Linked DNA regions of Mus musculus: all the other regions are linked to region 4. Evidence: chromatin contacts called from public promoter capture Hi-C data. All regions are on one chromosome and are shown on one strand. Each heading gives the region's core, a stretch centred on a gene start, on an enhancer-like site or on the middle of the called end of the contact. The rest is flanking DNA. Distances are from core to core; before and after follow the strand shown.

The links. Promoter capture Hi-C pulls out the DNA fragments that hold promoters and counts their contacts.
Region 1: a contact with region 4 is called in a promoter capture Hi-C map of pre-B cells, with 10 times the contacts expected there. The contact joins the promoter of 4930597A21Rik here to the promoter of Adam19 in region 4. A contact is called at or near these places in 5 of 39 promoter capture datasets (cranial neural crest, hippocampal neurons, liver and 1 more), 1 of 484 Hi-C or Micro-C datasets (cortical neurons), 5 of 115 datasets of contacts at active chromatin or transcription factors (astrocytes, cardiomyocytes, embryonic forebrain and 2 more) and 2 of 9 other capture datasets (adipose tissue and embryonic stem cells).
Region 2: a contact with region 4 is called in a promoter capture Hi-C map of pre-B cells, with 4 times the contacts expected there. The contact joins the enhancer-like site here to the promoter of Adam19 in region 4. A contact is called at or near these places in 3 of 39 promoter capture datasets (cranial neural crest, liver and pre-B cells), 2 of 115 datasets of contacts at active chromatin or transcription factors (bone marrow-derived dendritic cells and large pre-B cells) and 1 of 9 other capture datasets (liver).
Region 3: a promoter capture Hi-C map of embryonic stem cells shows a contact between it and region 4, with 3 times the contacts expected there. The contact joins the promoter of Ebf1 here to the promoter of Adam19 in region 4. A contact is called at or near these places in 2 of 39 promoter capture datasets (embryonic stem cells and second pharyngeal arch cranial neural crest) and 5 of 115 datasets of contacts at active chromatin or transcription factors (astrocytes, embryonic stem cells, microglia and 1 more).
Region 5: a promoter capture Hi-C map of pre-B cells shows a contact between it and region 4, with 15 times the contacts expected there. The contact joins the enhancer-like site here to the promoter of Adam19 in region 4. A contact is called at or near these places in 3 of 39 promoter capture datasets (hippocampal neurons, liver and pre-B cells) and 1 of 115 datasets of contacts at active chromatin or transcription factors (bone marrow-derived dendritic cells).

Annotation. Positions count from the first base shown.
Region 1 is chr11:44,585,064-44,587,763 of GRCm38.p6, forward strand. It overlaps 4930597A21Rik (RIKEN cDNA 4930597A21 gene), which reads left to right and starts at 1,254. Exons shown (of 4, transcript NR_126460.1): 1 at 1,254-1,287; 2 at 2,239-2,414.
Region 2 is chr11:44,495,054-44,497,753 of GRCm38.p6, forward strand. No RefSeq gene overlaps it. Among named protein-coding and RNA genes, the nearest start is that of Rnf145, 23 kb to the right of the region's middle. Within about 2 kb of position 1,353, at least 110 of the 459 cell types and tissues checked have an H3K27ac peak or open chromatin away from gene starts, as enhancers often do. A contact at or near this core is called in pre-B cells, where this site is marked.
Region 3 is chr11:44,616,789-44,619,574 of GRCm38.p6, forward strand. Ebf1 (early B cell factor 1) reads left to right here and starts at 1,312. Exons shown (of 16, transcript NM_007897.3): 1 at 1,312-1,524. The coding sequence starts at 1,391.
Region 4 is chr11:46,054,640-46,057,345 of GRCm38.p6, forward strand. It overlaps Adam19 (a disintegrin and metallopeptidase domain 19 (meltrin beta)), which reads left to right and starts at 1,345. Exons shown (of 23, transcript NM_009616.4): 1 at 1,345-1,571. The coding sequence starts at 1,475.
Region 5 is chr11:44,407,217-44,410,073 of GRCm38.p6, forward strand. It overlaps Il12b (interleukin 12b), which reads left to right. Exons shown (of 8, transcript NM_001303244.1): 3 at 592-858; 4 at 1,245-1,362. Among named protein-coding and RNA genes, the nearest start is that of Il12b, 8.6 kb to the left of the region's middle. Within about 2 kb of position 1,580, at least 2 of the 459 cell types and tissues checked have an H3K27ac peak or open chromatin away from gene starts, as enhancers often do. A contact at or near this core is called in pre-B cells, where this site is marked.

The sequences.
Region 1 (2,700 bases), core at 4-2,503, 1.5 Mb before region 4:
TGGGTAAGGGGGACTTTTGTTATAGCATTGGAAATGTAAATGAGCTAAATACCTAATAAAAAATGGAAAAAAAAAAAAAACCCCAGTGCCAATAGACAACTTCCCAATTGAAACTCCATTTTCTTTCTTTCTTTCTTTCTTTCTTTCTTTCTTTCTTTCTTTCTTTCTTTCTTTCTTTCTTTCTTTCTTCCTTCCTTCCTTCCTTCCTTCCTTCCTTTCTCTCTCTCTCTCTCTCTCTCTCTTATTTTCTCTCTCTCTCTCTTTCTTTCTTTCCCTTTTTTCTTTTTTTCTTTCTTTTTTTTGGATAGGCAGGGTTATATTTCAGGACATTTCTCTGGTTCACACTACACTTCCTTTATTCAAAATTAAGCGTGATAGTTGGGGTTAAGGCAAGGGCTCGGCCTGGATACAGGTTGTGTAAAGGTTCAGAGGGCTCGCTTTGTGGCTCAGAGGCAGAGCAATAGCCTCACATGCATGGCACCCTAGTCCAATCTCCACTGCAGCAAATTAGGAAGCTTTAGATATACTCTGTAATTAATGTAGAACTGTAATCTACGTCTGACACTTCAGATACAGATGATGTCATCTATACCTGAGTCAGCTCATGAAATCTAAGACTCTGGATGATGTAAGAATTAATTAATAAAAAATGGGAGTATAGGGAAGGTTCCCTTTTTATGTTAAAATCCTAATGAGTAAAATTAGAGTAAAAAATGACAGCATTAGGTTACTATTTTGCAACTGTTACTTCATTGAGGTTTCAAGCAAAAACATCAGCTTTGCAAACTCGAACATTGTTACTCCATGAATCCCTTATTAATTAGAAGAGAATTCACAGCAGCTTTCTAAGATGGAATCTTGGTGGTCAGGACCACTGTAACCAAACACTCAATATAACCAGTGCCATGACAAGCCTTTGTCATGTGCCTTTTGCTATGATTTGAATATATATATATATATATATATATATATATATATATATATTCTTCAGCATATAATCCTATATGTGGGATTACTGTTCAAGTATATCTCATAACCATAGCAGACAAACTCAAACTAGGGAACAGTGTACAAAAGAATATTTCTGCTTTCATGGTAAGCCTGATTAAATCAAAGGTCTTCTAGACAGGTGCACTACCAAAGATTACCACTAGATGTCACCATGGTCCTGCAGTTTGTTCAGTTTTCCAACTGCCTTTGTGGGTGCATCCGTTGTTCTTGGATTCTTAAAGCAGATACATTTAAGCAATTCTAACACACACAGACTTGGAAAGACCTACAAATTAAGTAAGGTTAGAGGTAATGGAGGTGGAGAACGAAGTTTTAGATTAAGTTTGTGTCTACCATTTCATACTGTGGACTGGGTGATTCCTGCTGACCCCCAGGCCCTGGTTTCCTTATGTGTAAAATGATTAGGGTAAGCTTTAAGGTAGGGATTAGGGTAGCCTTTAAGCTGATATTTTCTGATTGAAAGTGTTTCAGTGTTCTTACGAGAAATTTTTCTCTGGACCACTCTGGACCCATTACTGTTTACTCTGTCAGCCTGCCCCTCCCTCTGCCCCACACCCCCTTATTTTTTTTTAAATTAGATATTTTCTTTATTTAAATTTCAAATGTTATCCCCTTTCCTGGTTTCCTCTCCCAAAACATCCTCTCCCCCTCCCCCCTCCCCCTGCTCACCAACCCACCCACTCCTGCTTCCTGGCCCTGGCATTCCCCTATACTGGGGCATAGAGCCTTTACAGGACCAAGGGCCTATCCTCCCATTGATGACCGACCAGGCCATCCTCTGCTACATATGCAACTAGGGCCATGAGTCCCACCATGTGTTTTCTTTGATTGGTGGTTTAATCCCAGGGAGCTCTGGGGGTACTGGTTAATTCATATTGTTGCTCCTTCTATGAGGCTGCAAAACACTTCAGCTCCTTGGGTACTTTCTCAAGCTCCTTCATTGAGGACCCTGTGCTCCGTCCAATGGATGACTGTGAGCATCCACTTCTGTATTTGTCAGGCACTGGCAAAGCCTCACAGCAGACAGCTATATCAGGCTCCTATCAGCAAGCTCTTGTTGGCTTCCACAATAGTGTCTGGGTTTGGTGATTGTATATGGGATGGACCTCCAGGCCCACACCCCCTTATTTATCTCATTTGTGTTTATCTCTGTTTATGTAAATGGAAGTAAAGAGATCTCAATAATGTTACAATCACAAATGTAAACCTTTTCCCTTGCATAAGTAGAAGGTACCCAGAGGGAATAACTTAGAGACTGTAGATATGATCCAGTGGATCAGCCAGGCAAGAGGACTGGCTGCCAGTAATTCCAGAACCCGGGACGTAAAGATCCCCTTGGCAAGTTGGCTAGTGAGACTAGCCAGAATTGGAGACCTTTAGGGTTAAAGAGAGACCCTGCCTCCGTAAGTAAGGGGGGATTGATTGAAGAAGACATTTGCCTTCAACTCTGGACTACCACATTCATGCGCACACACATGCACACATGCACCACCATACATGTGCAGCCACACATATGTGACCATGAAAATATAAACACATACTGGCTCCACACATATGTATAAATACACACCCCTCCATATATATATTAGAGTGGGGTAATTAAATCTGACCTAGGTACTATGTGCTGAAGGTCAGGGCCTGGCACTTGCTGTGTTTTTGTCCTGTGTTTAGAGTTACAGAGTATTAAAG
Region 2 (2,700 bases), core at 103-2,602, 1.6 Mb before region 4:
TGGGTTCTTTTCTGATAATATGCACAGAAAGTAGGTTCCTACCACAACATCCTGTGTGAGCCCAGTTGTGTTTAAGGTAGACAGGTGCCTAGAGACAAGTACTCCTCATTGGGTGAGACAAGAATGGGGCATCAATTTACAGTGCGTGGAGTTTTTGTTGTTGTTTTTCTTCCCCAGCAGCCAATGTTAAAAGTCTGCTTAAGAATCTGGCAAAACCTGACGTTTTTAAGGCTCAACCAACACTCCCAAGACCAAAAGAATAGTGTTTACACTTCAAAAGATAGAACCACTTGTATATAGTGATGTATACATTAGGGAAGAAGTTACCCTTCTTCCCATGTCTCCAGCTGCAAATAAACCCCGTCGATGGCCACTCTACAATTTCTGAAAATGGTGGTATGGTGCTGCTGCTGTTGGTGGTGCTAGTGTTGCTGTTGGTGGTGATGCTGATGCTGGTGGTGGTTGTGGTGGTGCTGGTCAAGGGGTGGTGGTGGTGGTAGTTGTTGTTGGTGGTGGTGGTGCTAGTGGTGGTGGTGGTGCTAGTGGTGGTGGTGGTGGTGGTGGTTGTTGGTGGTGGTGGTGGGTGGTGGTGGTTGTTGTTGTTGGTGGTGGTGGTGGGTGGTGGTGGTGGTTGGTGGTGGTGGTGGTGGTGGTGGTGGTGGGTGGTGGTGGTGGTGGTGGTGGGTGGTGGTGGTGGTTGGTGGTGGTGGTGGTGGTGGTGGGTGGTGGTGGTGGTGGTGGTGGTGGTGGTGGTGGTTGGTGGTGGTGGTGGTGGTGGTGGTGGTGGTGGGTGGTGGTGGTGGTGGTGGTGGTGGTGGTGGTGGTGGTGGGTGGTGGTGGTGGTGGTGGTGGTGGTGGTGGTGGTGGTGGTGGTGGTGGGTGGTGGTGGTGGTGGTGGTGGTGGTGGGTGGTGGTGGTGGAGGTGGTGGAGGTGGTGATAGTGATGGTGTAGTCTCAGGAAAGCCAGTCTCCCAGAGTTGAGTTAGGAAGGCTGCTCCTTTCCCAAAGCCTGTCCTGGGCCTCTGCGCAGAGCCTCAGCCAAAGGCTTGTTCCTTAGTGCCACCTTCCTGGTCCCCAAACTCCAGAGCTTTTCCCAAGACCAGATTGGCACCTGGGCTCTCAGTAATCTACATGTACTGCTTGAGAGAATTGCCTTGACTGGAGTCCACTCCCAGTTCCTTCTAGAAGTCAGCATTATTCACGGAAAAGCTGGAACCAACTCCTCTTTCAGTTTCAAAGACTGCACCAGGAAGTCCCAGCAGGCTCTCTGAAAGACACCAACACCTGTGAGGTCCCAGTTCAGTTATGTCTCATTGCTCACAGGCATGCCTCCAAAGCCCTCCAGTGCTTGAGAAACAAAGAAGAAAGGCCCTGGGGAGAGGGCCCTCCCCCCTGAGAGAGCAGAACTGGGCTAACAGGAAACCAGGCTGTCCTTTCTTGGCTTAGAAAGCGTGATGCCTTTATTAGTCTGAAAGAGTTTAGAGGGAAAAGTTACAGGGCTGTCACTAACCTGGGCCCTCTGAGCATACGATTCTTTCAAGTTGACAGCAAGGGTCTGACATCAGAGTAGCAATGGTTGTCTAACACTGTGAACATACTTAAAGGCACTGGTTCAAATACTTTTTTAAAAGAAAATGATTGGCTCATGCTTTCTGAATTTCACTTCAATAAAACTCCCATTTGATTAGTCTTCTGGGCAATCTTCCCTCTCTGCCAAGTGAGATCCTGCTTGCAGATCTGTAAGCCAAGAACAGCAGCCTAATCTTAAAATTCCCTAGAAGTTTTAACCTCTTGTGTTTGTTCTTTTCCTTCCCTTTAACTTCTTGTAACTGCTGACTCGGACTCGGGTGAAGACAAACCACCTCTTATTAAGGCTGTGCCATTGCCTCATGTGTTGACCTTAGGGCTACTTTAGTCGGATCTTCTTGCACTTGGACTTCCCCTGCATTTTCTAACAACCAGCTCACTCCTTTTCTTTTATTCTCAGCTCAATTGCTTCTGAATGCTCAGATTGCTCTTAAAAATCTGCCGTGTCAACTATGGGCAAACAATGGCTTCTGAGGGGGGGGGGGAGTTTAGCTTTCTCTATGGGTCAAGCCCTTTAATAAGTTATCCAAGCCCAAGTGTTCAGCCCTTAACACATATGCATACAAGCAAGACTAAATGGGCTCCGTGGGGTATATGTGTGTTTATGTATAGTCAAGGAGCAGTAACAACCGGGGCAGGGGGTATGAACTTGAGAGGGAGTGAAGATGGCATGGAAGGAGTTGGAGAGGCAAGAGGAAGTGGTGAAATGTGGTAAATAAGAATACATGTATGAAATTATCAAAAATTTTTCAATTTTAAAAATCTGTCATTTAACCCCCTGGTAAAGAATAGGATATTTTCATATTATTGCTAATAACCACCTTAAAAAAAACAAACAAACTTAAGACTACTTGATCCCAGGCTGCCTTTGTAAAAGATTGAAATTGGGGGCGTGGAGGTGATCATTGGTTAACAGTGCTTGCTGTGCAGATATGAGGAGCCGAGTTCAGATGCCCAACAAACACCCAAGGAAAAAGCTGACTGTGGACTCTCAGGTCTGGAGCAGCACCGGGAACCAGCCTACCTGAAAAGTGGCCAGCTCCAGGCTCTGTGGCAATGCCTGCCTCAGAAGAAGGTGATAAAGCATGGTAGATCAGGGCATCCGACATCTTT
Region 3 (2,786 bases), core at 62-2,561, 1.4 Mb before region 4:
ACCCTTGTTTCAGAGTGAAGAGCTGGACACCTGGGATGGGCATCCTGCCTTTTCTGCCTGGTCAGTCCTTTTTTCCTCCACGTTTGCCCCCGAAGTCCCAGGACAGGCAAGCAAGGGACTAGGCGTCTGCCCAAAGAGAACGCAGTCAGTACGCCTCCGTCGCGCTCAGGGCTCGGAAGGGATGCTTAAGAACTGCCATGGTGCATACCCCTTCGACTCAGGATACCTCCATCTCCTTCCCTCTGCCCCCTCTCTCGCTCTCTAAGGCCACGCTCCTTCCAGTTTAGACGCTAGAGCTCAGAGATCCCTTGCTCGCCACTTTGCCGGGAACTTTGGCGGCTCCCCTGCGCCACAAGGAGAAGGATGTTAATGAGGGAGTGTGGCCAGGCTCTGTGAACAAGCCAGCTCGGGAGCTGCGATTGGCTGTGATAAGGCGGAAGGATGACGTTATGCAAAGAAGGGGCGTGTCTAGGCTGCGAGGGCCCCGCCTCCTTCCCTTTGGGGTTAGTGTGCCTGTGTTTAGCTCTGGGGAGAGTCAAACTGGATTCCACAGGGAGAGCCTGCAAATCACTTCTATTTTAGCAAGGAGAAAACAGAATCTCCATCCAGCAGGGTCCACCCCTCTCTTTCTCCCTCTCCTCTCTTTTTCTATCTCTTTCCCTCCCCCCTTCCTCTTTCCCTCTCTCTCCCCTTCCCCCCCCCCCCTCCGGTGTATCTGTCTACAGCAACCAGCGTCCTCATCTACACGCACGGAAAGGAAAGAAACATCTTTGGTTGAGAGAGGAGGAGGAAAAAAGAGAGAGAAAAAAACTTGCCTGGTTGTGGAAAATGACACTTCAAGTAGCCAAGCCGGCTTCGAGAGTCGTATCTATTGTTTCTTAAATTGTCATCAGGGTGGTTTTTTTTCTTCCTGCTTCTTCAAGTGAAGGTACCGCTACAAAAGGAAACTCCAGCCCCTCCTGTTCTCCAACGGCCTGTGATTACTACAAAAAGAAAAAAAAAAAGGCAAAAAAAAAAAAAAAAGCAAAAAAAAAAAAAAAAAAAAAAAAAAAAAAGGAAAAAAAAAGCACCCAAACTCAAAACCAACCAACCAAACAACCCCCAACAGCCAGGCATATATCTCTGTTTTTTCTTAATTTTGGTCTTTTCGTTGGATTTTCCCTTTCTTTTTTTTTCCCCTCGCCCCCCTCCTTGTTATCGCTCAGTTTTGAGCGAAGGTTTACATTTTTAAAAATTTTGCTTTTCAGCCCGCCTTGATGTAGCGCGAGTCTCATCGACTCAAAAAAAAAAAAAAAAATCTGTGGTTGGCGTTTTTTTTTTTTTTTCCTTTTTTTTTTTTTCAAATATTTTCAAAGGGGAGGAGATTTTTCCACAAGAAAAGGTTGTTTTCATGTTTGGGATCCAGGAAAGCATCCAACGGAGTGGAAGCAGTATGAAGGAAGAGCCGCTGGGCAGCGGCATGAACGCGGTGCGGACGTGGATGCAGGGCGCCGGGGTGCTGGACGCCAACACAGCGGCGCAGAGGTGGGTACCGCTGGGGGACCGTGGAGGAGAGGCCACCGGCTAGCGGGAGAGCCCGGAGACGGCGGCGCGGCTACCCGGGGCCTGGCCACGCGAGTGCGTCTGCCGCTGCGCTGCGCTCGCCGCCCGAGCTCCGCGCTCCTCGGCTGCGCAGCACTCGTCGCCGGGTGGCCAGAGATCAGCGAGCTGCTGGAGGGAGCCGAGCCCAAGCTTTGCCGGCACTTTCCGCAGCCCCATCTGCGAGTGTTTTCGTTTTGTTTTAACCCAGAAGAGGCGTCTCTGCAGCTCGGTGTTGGATAGCTGCGCTTTTCTGACCGCTTGTTTTCTTTTCTGTGTGGTTATATTTTTCCCTTTTCCTCTCCTTCTCTTCGCTTCCTTTCCCCTTTATTTCGCTTCAGTTCTTTCCTTTTTCTTCTTCCCTCTTTTCTTTTTTCCTACTTAATTTTCTTCTCTCCCCCTTTCTTCCTTTCTATTTTCTACCTTCTTTAATTCTTTCCTTTCCCCCTATCTTTCCTTTCCCTTTTCTACCTTCTTTAATTTTTTCTTGTCCTTCTCCACTCTTTTCCCCCCTTCTTTCTCAGTTTCACTCTTCGTTTTTCTCTTCTCTTTCCTCACCTGGCTCTCTCCCCCGTTTCTCTCTCTCTCTCTCTCTCTCTCTCTCCATTTTTCTTCTTGGAGTCTCCTCTTATTTCTCCTATCTGGTTCTTTACTCTCTCCTCTCTCCACTTCTTAGCCTTCAGTTTTTCTCAGTCTGCCTGTAGAATAGTGATTTCCAACTTTAATTTTCACATCTCCTAAAAGCCACCCTCATCCACTGTCACCTTGGCCTTCCCCAGTCCCTCTCCCACTCTCCAGATCCTACACTGAGTGATTTGGAGGCCATGCTCTTGGAGACCAACTTGAGGAACTTCCCTGGACACACCCAGTGCCCTGTCCAGGGGCTCCTAGTCCCAAGTGAGAAATGGTACCTTGCCCTTTTCATTGCTGGCCACCACCTGGGCTTCGGGGAAAACTTTGTGGGCCCAGGCTCCATTAGACATAAAGGGTGCAGAAGGGGAATGGGGAGTAGTTCCATCTTTCCATTTTTGGGGGGAAGGGCTAGGGACAACTGTCCTATACTGTTTCCATCCCCATGAGCACAGGGTTGGGAGTGGTTGGTAGTGAGAGTGAATTGGGTAACTAGGCTAGAAGCGAAAGTGTGTGTGTGTGTGTGTGTGTGTGTGTGTGTGTGTGTGTGTGTGTGTGTTGTCCGATAGTGTCCGGCA
Region 4 (2,706 bases), core at 95-2,594:
GGGGAAAGGAACTGACAAATGTAGGTGCGAGACTCCCCTTCCAGAGCCTCCTCTCCCTTGGAGTTTTGCTAACCAACCCTATACAGATTATTTCTGGCTATCTCTTTTTTCTGTTCTTCATTCATCAACTAAGGCATGTTGCACCAGGCTTTGTAATAGCAAATATACAGACTCTAAGTGAAACCCAGACATTAGCTTTGTGACCTTTGGTGAGGGGACTTAATGCTTTTCTGGTTTGATTCCCCTCCCCCAGAGGGGAGATAGAGATGAAGCCAATACCTACCCCCTCCAGATGGTCGCCTAATTATCACTGTTATTCTACACTGTGTCAATGGAGTCCAGATTAGCCTCAAATTCACCACGTAGCAGAGATTAACCTTGAACTTTGGATCCTCCAGCCTCTGCCCCATAAGTGCTGGGATCACAGTGGTGCACCACACTCCTGGAATTACGAGGTCCTGGGGATGGAACCCAGGGCTTCATGAGTGCATGACAAGCATTCCACCAGCTGAGACACATTTCCAGTCCACAGCGGACTCATGACAAGATCAACTATCAGAGGCCCTAGCACGTACGGAATGTCAATAAAAGCTAAGTCCTAAGTGTCTGCTACTGTAATTTTCTTAGTGATAGCCATCATTTGTGGGCTTCATCTTCCATTGCATCCTAAACCCTAACCATCCCAAATTCTGCTCTCTCCTGTCCCCAACCTATACAGCCCAAGGCTTCCCTCCTTCTCTGTAATCCTGTCTAGACTGTTTCTTGGGCTTGGTGTTCTGTTTCTGGAGTACAGAAGCCCTGTCCTCTGGGATGCTGGATCTGCAACCCCACCCCCTCCACCCCCCACCTCCCGTGTCAGAAGGCCTGGACTAAAGGCCCAGATTGGAGTCCCGATAGGAAAACAAGTTCTTTTAGCACTCATTTCAGTCCCTTGGAATTAACTCTTTCACAGCCTGACTCCAAGAGTAGTCAATCCTGGAAGGTAGAGCTACAAAGAGTTGTCTTGGTCACCCAAAGTACTTAGCATAAAGCGGGATAGAGTAAACTAGCTACAGTGGGGCAGAAGTGTGTGTGTGTGTGTGTGTGTGTGTGTGTGTGTGTGTGTGTGTGTGTGTTTAACACTTTCAACCCCAGTCCTGTAATCTCCCAGGCCTCAAGAATGGTTGATTACTTCAGAAATTCGGATCATCCCTTCCCCTGGGTGTCCTTCACCTGAGTCAGCGATGCTCCCGGGGGGCTTCCCTCGCTCCTCCCACTGCTGTCCCTCCAGCCACCACCAACCCCCTCCTCCGCGTGGCGCCTCCCCTCCTCCCATTCCAGGCAGAGCCCTGAGGGGCTAGGGGCGGAGCGTCTGGGATGTGGGCTGGGTGGCTTTTAGGCCGGCGTTTGCTTGAAAACCTCCGCCGCCGCTAGGCCGGGGGCAGGCAATGGCAGGGGATGTGTGATTGCGGACAGTGAGAGGGCCGTTGCTATCATGCCCGGGCGCGCGGGCGTCGCCCGGTTCTGCTTGCTGGCTCTCGCTCTGCAGCTACATTGGCCGCTGGCGGCGTGCGAGCCGGGATGGACCACAAGTAAGTGGCAGCGCGCAGATGGGTTCTGAGGCGACTAGGGGTGGTGGTGATGACTGAGGGTCTGAGAGTCGCTCTTGCATGCCGGCAGCTCCATGACCGCTATCCCTGCGGACTCCGCCACTCCCCGGGTGTGAGTATCGCCACCCCCAAGCCTAGGAGCCCAGGCTTTGTTCTCTTGTGGTGAGCCACGGGAGGTCGTGGAGCTAGTGCGCTCACTGCAATCAGAAAGCAGTAAGTCTCTCTCTCTCTCTCTCTCTCTCTCTCTCTCTCTCTTTGCTTGCCTTCCTTTCTTCATCTCCCCGTGTTTTCTTACTTTGGGCTTCTCTTTCCGCTGCTCTTCCTATCTTTGCTGTTTTTCTTGAGGTTGCTCGTCTCCGCTCTGCCTCTCTCTCATCGCTATTTTGCGCCCGCTGCTCTAGCAACCCCAGAGCATCCCCAGAGGAGCACCCCAAGCATCCTATCCCGAATCGGCGAGGGAACCACTCCCTGGATCTTGCTGGGGGCGGGGGGGTGGTGGTGTCAAAAGCATACCAGTGGGATAGAAAATCAAAGGTTTCCGAGAGATTAGGGTAGGGTGGTTTACTGGTTATCTCTGCCTGTACACTTAGCATCTCTGAAAGACCATAAAAGAACCATGCGCACCCATTATGCAGATCGTAAGCTGAAGTTCACTAACAAAAACCCAGGTGTGTATAAGTACGCCCCACATTGAAGATCTGATACTGGAAACCGGAGCTTTCTTTCCACCTCACCCAATGCCTATCTCCTCTTGGCCTCAGTTTTCATGTGAAGAAAATGGAATGGGCTCCACGCTTCCAGTTTGGACGCTGGATAATGCCTATTTCTCACAACTGTTTTCCCAGGCACCGCTCCCTCCCGGGCCGCATCCCTCAGAGGTTCTCATAGGATTTCGCGGAAGGGACGGTCCCGGAGGGGCAATGCCTGGCTTCTGTCATCTTGACCCGGGAGAGCTTATTTAGCCTTAGCTCTGAGGCAGCTGGAGAGCTGGGCTGACTCCAGACGGTCGCGGGTGCTTGCTGTACCAACCGTCAGCGTTTTTAAATCAAGCTAACGACGCCCTAGTGTACGGGCTGGGCAGGCTGCAGCCCCCGCCCCATCCCTGCAAGAACCTGAC
Region 5 (2,857 bases), core at 330-2,829, 1.6 Mb before region 4:
TCTATCCTCACAGCTAATCCTATTAGCATAGACAATATTGTTCTTACCATTTTGTGAGGACTCTGGGGCTACTGGTGGTTCAGGACCTTGCTCAAAATCTCCTTTGCAATTAGAGAAGATAGGATTTCTGCATCTTTCTTTCTCCACACCTATGCTTTAAGCCACTATGTTATTCTGCTCAATACTCTGCCCTGTGTATTCCCTGTGAATTACAACTGGAAGCTTACTCCCCCTCATCTCCATTCCCAACACACACACACACACACACACACACACACACACACACACACACACTAGTGGCTTCTGACAAGGAATCTTGTGCTGTTTGCATCTTTTCTTGTTTCAAGGTCTTCCCTTCCTAATCAGAGACCGATTATTACTGGCCACCTGCCAGTTAAATGACTCGGTGGCAGCTATAGAACTGTTTCTCTGTTCTGTCCCCATGCCCTGAGATCTCTCAGCAAGCACTTGCCAAACTCCTGTGAGCTATGACGTTCCAAGGGCCATGGGTGTGTCAAGACACTGAGTGAAACCCAGTTCCCGGGGTTTGTGAGGCTCCTGGTCCAGGTCCTCACTGCTGGTGCTCTCCAGTTTATGTTGTAGAGGTGGACTGGACTCCCGATGCCCCTGGAGAAACAGTGAACCTCACCTGTGACACGCCTGAAGAAGATGACATCACCTGGACCTCAGACCAGAGACATGGAGTCATAGGCTCTGGAAAGACCCTGACCATCACTGTCAAAGAGTTTCTAGATGCTGGCCAGTACACCTGCCACAAAGGAGGCGAGACTCTGAGCCACTCACATCTGCTGCTCCACAAGAAGGAAAATGGAATTTGGTCCACTGAAATTTTAAAAAGTAATTCCATCCCCCTTGACAGTATCTTTTCTTCTACCCCTCCTTAAAAAGTAATAATTGCAAGTGTGTGTGTGTGTGTGTGTGTGTGCGCGTGCGCGTGCGCGTGCACTGAGGCTCAGAAATGTTTCTCATTTCCTTTGAAACAGGAACTCTCATTGGCCCATAGCTTACCAATAAGCTTTCTTGGTTAGCCAATAACATCCAGAGACCTTGTCTCAAAAAAAAAAAAAAAAAAATCTCACCCTTGTACCATGTAATGGCCAGTGATCCATCCACAGTAAAAAAGAAATAAATAAATAAAATAAAAATAAAAAATAACAAAAACAAATTTCTTTATTAAAAGAAAACTCCTAAATATTTAATTTTTCTTTTCTTTTCAAATGCAGATTTCAAAAACAAGACTTTCCTGAAGTGTGAAGCACCAAATTACTCCGGACGGTTCACGTGCTCATGGCTGGTGCAAAGAAACATGGACTTGAAGTTCAACATCAAGAGCAGTAGCAGGTAAGGGAGCTGCCATGATTTCTCAAGGTTTTGTGTGATCTACTTCATAACAAAAAGAAGTACAAACTGCCCATGGATTATCAGTGACTGGTAATGGAACAGCAAAGTCAATTCTGTATTTTTTTTTTCAACTTCCCTCTGCTCGCCTAAGGAAATAGCATGGAGCTTTAAGCCAGCCCTCTGAGACTAGTTGGCTGGGTAGTTTGAATTCACTCATCCGAATTGCCTGGCCGTGCTTCATTAAGGCTCACAGCACCATGGGGAGGAATTAAAAAGAAGCCACAGCTACAAATAACTGGCCAGAGCTCGACCTTGTGTCAAAAGCAGAATTGAGTGCTCCAGGGCCTTGCTGTTGGAAGCCCTGGAACAGATTCCAGAACCCTCTGAGGCCTTTCGAGATTTTCCTAGAGCCTTTTCAACTTCTTCCCCCCCCCACCCCCACCCCCCAACCGTTATTCTGAAGTTCAGTTTCCCCAATGCACTTGGGCTTTTCCTAAAAACATCATCTCCCAGGGCTGCAGAGCGGGTGTGTCAGACTGCTCTACAGCTGACTTTAGTCAGCAACTAAATCCCTGAGCCACATGGAGGGCAGGGAGTGAGCGCCCTGGCTCTCCCACTATTTAAATGAATAAACGGGGGACAGGGGGTGTGGGGGGGACGACTCCCTTTTCCATCTTTATCATGAATTTGCTATGACTTAACTTAGCTAAGGAAAATAATGGTTCAGGGTGACATCAGAGTCCTTGTTGCTTCTATGAGAATTTTCTGATCTGGTAAAGGTGGCCCCAAAGGAGACCAGTGTACAATGCAGATGCTTACATATAGAAACATGCCAGACCTCTATGTGCTTTAAAAAATTAGACAAGCACGATACATTTTCCTGCTAGAGAAATCTTGCACGTGTTCCTGAAGAAACTAGTACATGGATAAGGGTCAGTGGAACATTTTGCATAATTAGCAAAAGCATGCTCAAATGGAACATCAATGTGCATCTATTGAAATAAATAACTCAACTTTCGTGTTCTGTTTAGAGAACTCCCCCACAATACTTTCAGAGAGGAAAAAGACGTTACAAACTCATGCATATATATTTTTCATTTGTCTTTAAAGTTGTGCTACTCTTTGGATAAACTACATATGTACATATATGTCTGTGTGCATGTCTATCTTAAATATTCATTTGGAAAAACTCTAGAAGTAACAAACTGTGAACAATGTCTATATGTGGGACTCAGATTTGAGTAAAAAGGAGAATTGTGGCGACACGCATGTTTTCTTTATAATCATCTTTGTTGTTATAATTCTTTATAATTCAGCAGTTTCTCTTGCATTACGATATTTTCAGGTTCATTTAGGCAGAGATGCAACTTTCAGTCTCTTACAGCTAAGCTTCCACTCTGCAAAGGGCAAGGGGGTTTTTGTTTGGTTTTGGTTTTGGTTGTTTTATTCCACTGGAGAAATCCAACCAGCTGGACAGACTGGCCTCGGACTGTAG